2 separate regions of the Sus scrofa genome follow, and region 1 is linked to region 2. A link is a contact called in public HiChIP or PLAC-seq data. All regions are on one chromosome and are shown on one strand. The core of a region is the stretch at or near the end of the contact, and the rest is flanking DNA. Distances in the headings are between cores, read along the strand shown.

What was found. HiChIP or PLAC-seq counts read pairs in DNA pulled down with a chosen protein or histone mark.
Region 1: a contact with region 2 is called in an H3K27ac HiChIP or PLAC-seq map of skeletal muscle. The contact joins two enhancer-like sites. A contact is called at or near these places in 1 of 47 Hi-C or Micro-C datasets (embryonic fibroblasts) and 2 of 2 datasets of contacts at active chromatin or transcription factors (alveolar macrophages and skeletal muscle).

The regions. Positions count from the first base shown.
Region 1 is chr12:4,955,977-4,959,515 of Sscrofa11.1, reverse strand. LOC100517116 (a long non-coding RNA gene) reads left to right here. Exons shown (of 5, transcript XR_299228.3): 3 at 178-235; 4 at 1,949-2,051; 5 at 2,175-3,539. Among named protein-coding and RNA genes, the nearest start is that of PRCD, 19 kb to the left of the region's middle. Within about 2 kb of position 2,080, at least 7 of the 83 cell types and tissues checked have an H3K27ac peak or open chromatin away from gene starts, as enhancers often do. A contact at or near this core is called in skeletal muscle, where this site is marked.
Region 2 is chr12:4,828,004-4,831,569 of Sscrofa11.1, reverse strand. All of the region lies in intron 1 of MXRA7 (matrix-remodeling-associated protein 7), which reads right to left. Among named protein-coding and RNA genes, the nearest start is that of MXRA7, 7.5 kb to the right of the region's middle. Within about 2 kb of position 1,294, at least 43 of the 83 cell types and tissues checked have an H3K27ac peak or open chromatin away from gene starts, as enhancers often do. A contact at or near this core is called in skeletal muscle, where this site is marked.

The sequences.
Region 1 (3,539 bases), core at 831-3,330, 130 kb before region 2:
GCTGAGATTAGAAATGTTACTGGTTGAGCTGAGGAGGATTTAAAGTTATCCCTGTCTGAAAGGACATCTTCTGTGAGGAGTTCTCATGTGCTGAGGCTCAACTTTTTTAAAGTACCTGTTTTGATCTCAAGATTGTTTCTGTTGGAATGAAATGTGTTATCCGTGTTTCTCTTTCAGATTAAAATGTTGGCTCTAGACTTGAAAAAAGACCCATGAAAACCGTCATCCGAAAACGGTGAGTGTAAGGATCTTCGTGATGAAATCTTATGTGTAAGTGGTATTATTTTTTGTTCTTTGTCAGAGTCGCAGGGGTCATGATCCCTTTAAGTATTAGTCTCTCAGATTTCAGGGATCTGTGAGCCTCCCGGGATTGTTACTGTCCGGATGAGAGAAGGAGTGCGGAACTGTCTGCAAGGCCCCATTGCCTTGTCTCACAGGCAGTGTCGGTTACAGCCCTGTGTGAAGTTGTTGTTTTCCCCGTGCTGCTCCTGGGTAAGCAGCTCAGTGAGTTCGCTTGTCCAGTTACACAACTAGGTTTTCCTTTTTTTTTTTCTTCGCTTTTTAGGGTTGCACCCACAGCATATGGAGGCTCCCAGGTTAGGGGTCGAATTGGAGCTACAGCTGCCGGCCTAGCCCACAGCCACGGCAACGCTGGATCCTTAACCCACTGAGCTTGGCCAGGGGTCGAACCTGAAACCTTAAGGTTCCTAGTCGATTCATTTCTGCTGCACCACGACAAGAACTCTTTTTTTCTTTTTTTAATGGGCCGTGGATATATATCCAATTGATTTTAGTGAGTGGGAGGGGCCATTATTTTTATTCAATATATGTTTTATTGAAATGTGATTGAACAGCCAGTTAGTTAGACCAGTTGTTCTCAACCAGGGGCCGAAGGTGCTGCTGGGATCCTCTAGATGCCCTAGGAGTCCTGCAGTCCACAGACAGCCCCCCTACAAAGGGCTGCTCACCCAGAATGTCAGTAGGGCTGAAACCCTTGTTTGTGAAAAAGAGGCGTGGTGCTTTTGAAACCTGGCTGTGCCTCAGAACCACCTGCAGAGTTAACACATACAGGTTCCTGGTCCCCACCTCCAGCCATCGTGAGAAGAGATGGCTCTAGAGTGTAGAGTGCAGCCCGGGAGGGGTGTGTGGCCGTTTAAGAGGGAGGATGGAGGAATTCCATGATCTGATCTATTTTTAGCTCAGGGATGTTTATTACAGCAAGATTACAGTACTGGTTATTTTAAGTAGTTCTTAAGGCAGGTCTATAATCCTGTCCTAAAGAACTGAAAGCCACCTGGTTGCTCTGCAGGGTTGTTTTGCAGAGGTGAGTGGAGGCGCAGCGACCTTGTCCGATGTCGGTTGCTCTCGACATCAGGTACTCTGTGCACAGGCCTCCAGCCTGAAAGGAGGGGTCTGCGCTGTCTCGGGTGTTCTCCTGACACTAGGAAGAGCATCTACACTCTGTCCTCGGCTGCGAGACCCTTCGTGCCGAAGGAGACCCTGGCTTTAGATGGGCAGGAGCTGTCCGTGTGTCAAATCTAGGACACTGGCTCCAGCCGAGCGCCAGTTAACAGTTTCACCCTTGAGGGAAAAGCACCTGCTAATGAAGTGGGTAAGATGGTGAGTTCCCGGAGGAAAGAAAGCAGAACTTGATAGGAAAATGTAGTTTGCGTGTTCTCTGGATGTCTGCCGTGGGCTGGCAGATGGGGGAGCTGAGTCTGTGATGATTGAAGTTATCCCTGTCTGAAGGCGCTCAGAAAGGCCTTTCTGTGGAGCTGGGATGTCTGAGACTCGGTTTCCCAGATTTGTTTTATGGAAAATTCAGGCCTGCTTTTCTCAATTTTTTTTTTTTTTTTTTTGATGGTGGTGGTTTTTTAAATGCCTAATTTAAAAGTGAGAACCTGTATCTCTTCTTGAACGGGTTTTTTTTGCAATTTATCTTCACCAGGTACAGTGTCAGCCTCAGTTTGAGGCCGAAAAGGAAGCTCCGGAAGAAGACGCTGGCAGCAGTACCCCGCTGGCTGCCCTGGACCCAAGGCAGAATTTCCCTTGTGCGTGTAATTGGAGAGGCCTTTGGAACAGGCTTGGGAGGAGTGTGCCTGGTTCCCCTGCCCTGGCTTTTGGGTTGTGCTCAGTGGCCTGGAGGCTTTGACATAGGTTGTTTTCTTTGCTAGGTGTCTGCAGTGTGAGGCAGAACGGTTTTGCCTGGAGCAAGTGAAACGATTCCTCTCCTGCTGTTACTAGTAAGCTTTCTGTTTCCATCTTACGTGTCCCGAAGCAGCCCCGAGCAGCCCCGCAAGCCTGTGATGGCTGGTTATCCCTGTCTGAAAGGCTCGACTGAGGGAGAAAATCTGTTCTGAGGCTTCAGGGTTTGGCGCTGTGCTCTTAATGGCAGTCGAGGCTTAATAAGGGGTCAAGTCGAACGGATTCCAGAGGGGATTGCGCTTACCCTGCTGAGACCCTGGTCCTGGTGCACTGTCCCTCTGAACCTTAAAGACAAGTGCCGCCACTGCCCTGTCAGGCTCTAGGTCCCCCAGTTTAATGGCTCAGAGGGCACAGGCTGTTAGGGGGGCAGAAATGGGCAAGTGGCCTGGATTTGGTTTATGCTCTTGTTGTGGGATGAAAAGAGTGCTTGTCACACATTTCAAGAAAATGAATGGGCTCTTTGAAACAGCCAGGAATGGCCGACGTATGCCCACTGTGGCAGCGAGACTGCTCTGGCATTCTGACCTCTTGCCCCCTCTACCACATCCTGACCTTCAGAAAAGGAGGGGTACCATGGCACTGGCAGAGCCCTTTGGCTTCCTGGGGCTTTGCCAACACCAGGGAGCTCTCCTGCTGTTGGCGCTCCCAGAGTGGCATGACTGGCAAGGGGCGGCAGCTTGGGCAGCAGGGGGCTGGGTTGCCCAGTACGTGAGCGAGAGAGTAGCAGAGTGGTGCTGGGCTGGGATGGTGTCTGGCCTTGTTTGCATTTAAATGCCAGGCTTGACGTGGACACATTCTTTCTTTTCTGTTGAAATTGGGGAGCGTGTGCAGCTCTTATGTCCAAGGTCACATATTTGTTCGGTCAGTAAGGAAGCTACATTTAGGGTGAGATTTAAAGAGCCTGAAAACTGGACCCGTAGCTTAAGGCCTGAGGTAAACCAAAGTGCGAAAGGACGTGTGAGTAAGTGGGGACGTCTGCCTGCTGGGGTACGGCTGGCTGCGGAGGGGGCTTGACTGCTCTGTGGGACGCACGGGAACCTTAAGTCTCTCATCCAGAGGGGGATCGATGTGACTGTCCCAGGACTTGATGGCTATCCTGTACTGGCCACTGGCCGGACTCTGCGCCCTCAGCCCTGAACCCCAGAAAGGAGCGCTGGACCTACATGCCTGCACTGAATCAGTCTGATTGTGCCTTCCACACACACGCAGGCCTAATGATGGGTTGCTTGGAATGAGTTCTGGGATCGCCGTTCTCTAAATTAGTTTTTTCTTTCAAGTTAACCTTCACTTTTGAGTCAACCTAGTTGGCTGTTGCATCAAATGATTCTTCTTTG
Region 2 (3,566 bases), core at 45-2,544:
TGAGCAAAGCCAGGGATGGAACCCGCAACCTTATGGTTCCTAGTCAGATTTGTTTCCGCTGAGCCATGACAGACAGGAACTCCGGATTGTTTGTTTTTCTTGCTAGTGAGTTGTATGAGGTGTTTGTATATTTTGGAGATTAAGCCCTTGTCAGTTGCATCATTTGAAACTATTTTCTCCCATTCCGTAGGCTGTTTTATTTATAGTTTCCTTGGCTGTGTGAAACTGGGATACTTTTCTAATTCAGCTTTTCCACCAGGGGAGGGGGTGGAGGTGGGCCTCCTGACAGCCCCGCCAAGGCCAGGAGCCCAAGAGGGAGGGACGGCAGAGGGGAGGGGAGGGGCAGCAGGGTGAAGAGGGGCTTGGAAGGAGGCTTCTCAGAGCCCCTGGGAGCCAGGTACGCACCCCAGGGGCAGCGCAATGCTACTTCTGGCTGCCCTGGCCCCATCTAGGCCTGACGCACGGCTGAAGTCAGAAGAGATGGGGGGAGATGGAGAGAGAGAGACGGATATCTGTCTGCCTAAGGAAATGAATCTGCCCTGGGTCCTGCAAACAGGACCTATTGGATCCTGTGACCAGCCACCTGGGCTGCCTCCTGTTGGGCCTGTGCCAACCCCTCCCTCGACTCTAGTTCATCCAGAAAGTGGACCTGACCAGGGGCGGGGATCACGGATCCGCCAGGGAGGCAGAGGGGAGGCCCAGCTCCCATGAGGATGCCTGTCCCTCCATGCCCCCGCAGCAGGCGACAGCAGAGACAACAGGAAGCCCTCAGGGGGCCTGCACAATCCCCCAAGCACACGCCATGCAGCCAGGTCAGCGGACTGCCCCATCTCCAGGGAAGATCCTTAAGATGGGCACTGAGACCAGGCACAGGGGCTGCCTCCCTGCTTCCACCCAGGCGGAAGCAGGATAGACAGTGCTGGCACTCCTTCCAGAAGGATTCCATTAGGCAATGAGGCTGTTCATCTTTTGCATTCACAGCAGAGCGTTGCTGTGGGGCGAGCAGACAGAGCAGAGCCGGCGCCAGCTCCCGGGGCGCCGGTGCTGGGCGGGGAGGACAGGCTGGCGGCCGAGGTCACAGCCAGGCCGTTCTCTCCGCCTGTACCATCAAAACAAGGCAGCCACCCCTGGCCTCCAGATGACAGCTCCAGGCTCCAAGCAGGCCAGCTCTCTCCATCCACATGTGCGGCTGGACAGGACATGTCTCGGGTGACAAGGAACCAAACTCTTCTTGTCCCAGCTTGGCCCCTTTCAACGCGTCCAGGTTTTCTCTGCGGTCACAGCAACTTGACACTTCATCATGGCCCAGGAATGTTGACGACAGCCTGGCACTTCCTCTCCATCTGACTTCTAAGCTCTCCTTGCCTTTGGGAGACGTCTGGGGTCCCTCCTCCCCCTAATTCTCCCTGATCTGGCCTCGGTCACTCTGTGCCTTCATCCTGGCACCATGTCCTGGACCCCATTCTCCTCCAATTCTCCCGTTCTGAAGACATCTTAAAACGCCGACTTGATGATGCTTTTCTGCTCAAAGCCCCCTGATGACAGTTGCTATGTACAGTTCAAGGAAGCCTGGCTTTGAAAGCTCTCCTGCTTCCAGATTCCATGAGTCAGTCTCTAAGGGTTTGCTGGCAAGTGCTGTCCTCTCCCACCCACCACATGGGCCATGAGGTCATCCTTGGGGCCACAGCCTCGGGCACAGGGGCTGTCCTTGGAGGCTCGCCCCTGGGCCCCTTCCCTCCTCTGTCGGACAGGGTCCTCTGAGACCACACCGTCTGACTTGGACAGGATGGAGCTCAGTTACTATTCTAACCGGGGTGGAGAGAGCCCTGGCGCTGTGTGGACGGACTGCAGGGTCTACTGCAGGGAGGAGGGGCAGAGGGGCCAAGACCCCCACCCAGACCAGTTCTGCTTCTGCTCCCTGCACTGAGCTTCCTTATGCACTGGAGGGAGAGAGGTATCCAGTGCTTTTAAATATGTCAGAAGCCGCTGATCTACCTTGGCTCCGACCCAGTACAAAACCCCAGGTGATAAAACCTTAGATGAACTGCCAGCTACCCAGTCTCTGTTTGAACACCCCCAGCATCAGGGAGCTCACTACCTTACAGTTTGCCTCTTTGGGGCAGAAAACACAGCTCTAGGGATGCACGCAGGCAGGTGACACACAGGGCCCTGGGCACAAAGAAAAATGATTGCTGCTGCCCAGGGCAGTCCTATGAGCAGGCGGCACCTGCCTCTCAGCAGGAAGCGATGGGGTTTTCTTTTTGTTGTTATTGCAGTTTATTCATTCAACAAGTACCTTCTGGGTGCGCCTGTTCTCATGAGCTGACATTCCTCCGCAGCAGACAATGCACCAAAATCAAAGATGACCTCAGCCTGCACTGAGTGCTGCGAAGGAAGCCAGAGAGGACCGTGTGCTGGGAGGAATTTACATCCACCACGGTGGCCAAGGTCACAGAGACTTAAAAGGGGAAGAGAAGCAATCCCTTCTAGGGATCGAGGCTGGGAGGGCTGGCCAGGCAGAGGAAGCGTGGCACCAGGCCTGGCATGTGTCTGGGGTGGGGGGCGACTAGAAGAGGCAGAGCCGTTGGGGGTGTTGGGAAGAGCCTGGCATTTACTCTGTGAGTGATGGGGCCACTGGGGGGCTTTAAGCAGAGCAGGAGATGTGGTTTCTATTTTGTGAAGATCACACTGGTTGCTGGGCGGGGTGCAGGTGGGGCGCACACGGGAGGCAGGGAACCTGAACAGCCCAGACGAGGCATGGACTGGAGCGGTGGCCAGAAAGATGGGTGAGCCCGCATGCAGCGGGCATTGTGGAGGCCCAGGAGGCAGGACCTGCTGATGTGGTCACTGCAGGCAGGTGGGACAGGGACAAAGAGAAAACCAGGAAGACACTGGGGCTCTTGGTCGGAGCAGCCACGCGACTGGTGCTAGAGCTCTGAATGGGATGACAAACACTGGGGCGGGGGCGGGAGTGGGGGGGGCAGAGGGCATCTTGGTGGGCAGAAACGCAGCACCCCATCAGATGTGATGTCCAGGAGGCGGCTGGGGCCGGGCTTGGCTGGGGCAGAGCCGTGGGCGTCATCAGCTCTTGATCCCAGGCTGATGGCAGCCCATGTGTCCTGGGAGGTGGCAGCGGTCCCGGCCACGCAGAAGCCCTCCACTTGCTGTCATGGGCTTGAGCTTTTCTAGTGAGGTCCGAGAGCAGAGAGCTCCTGGTAACCCCCTGACTCGAGGCACAGGGATGTGGGGGCGAGAACAGCCAGGGGGGCCAGCCTGCAGGGCTGTGGGTTCAAACGTCCAGACTAAGAGACCGTCCTGGACTCCCAACCAAGGGCACGGTCACAAGCCCCAAAGGCCCCAAAGGCGCAGGCCGTCTGGCTCAGACATCAGCCTGCCGGATTCAATCCCATCAGATTAACGTCTTTGGCCCTGTTCCTACAAAGAGGATTTGGAGGACATCAAAGCTTCATAAAAAACACCCCGAGGCAGCAGTCGGCCATCTCCCAGACCCTCCGTCAGTGAATATTAGGCTGAATTCCAGTCTCTGCCTTTGGAGAGAACAGAGG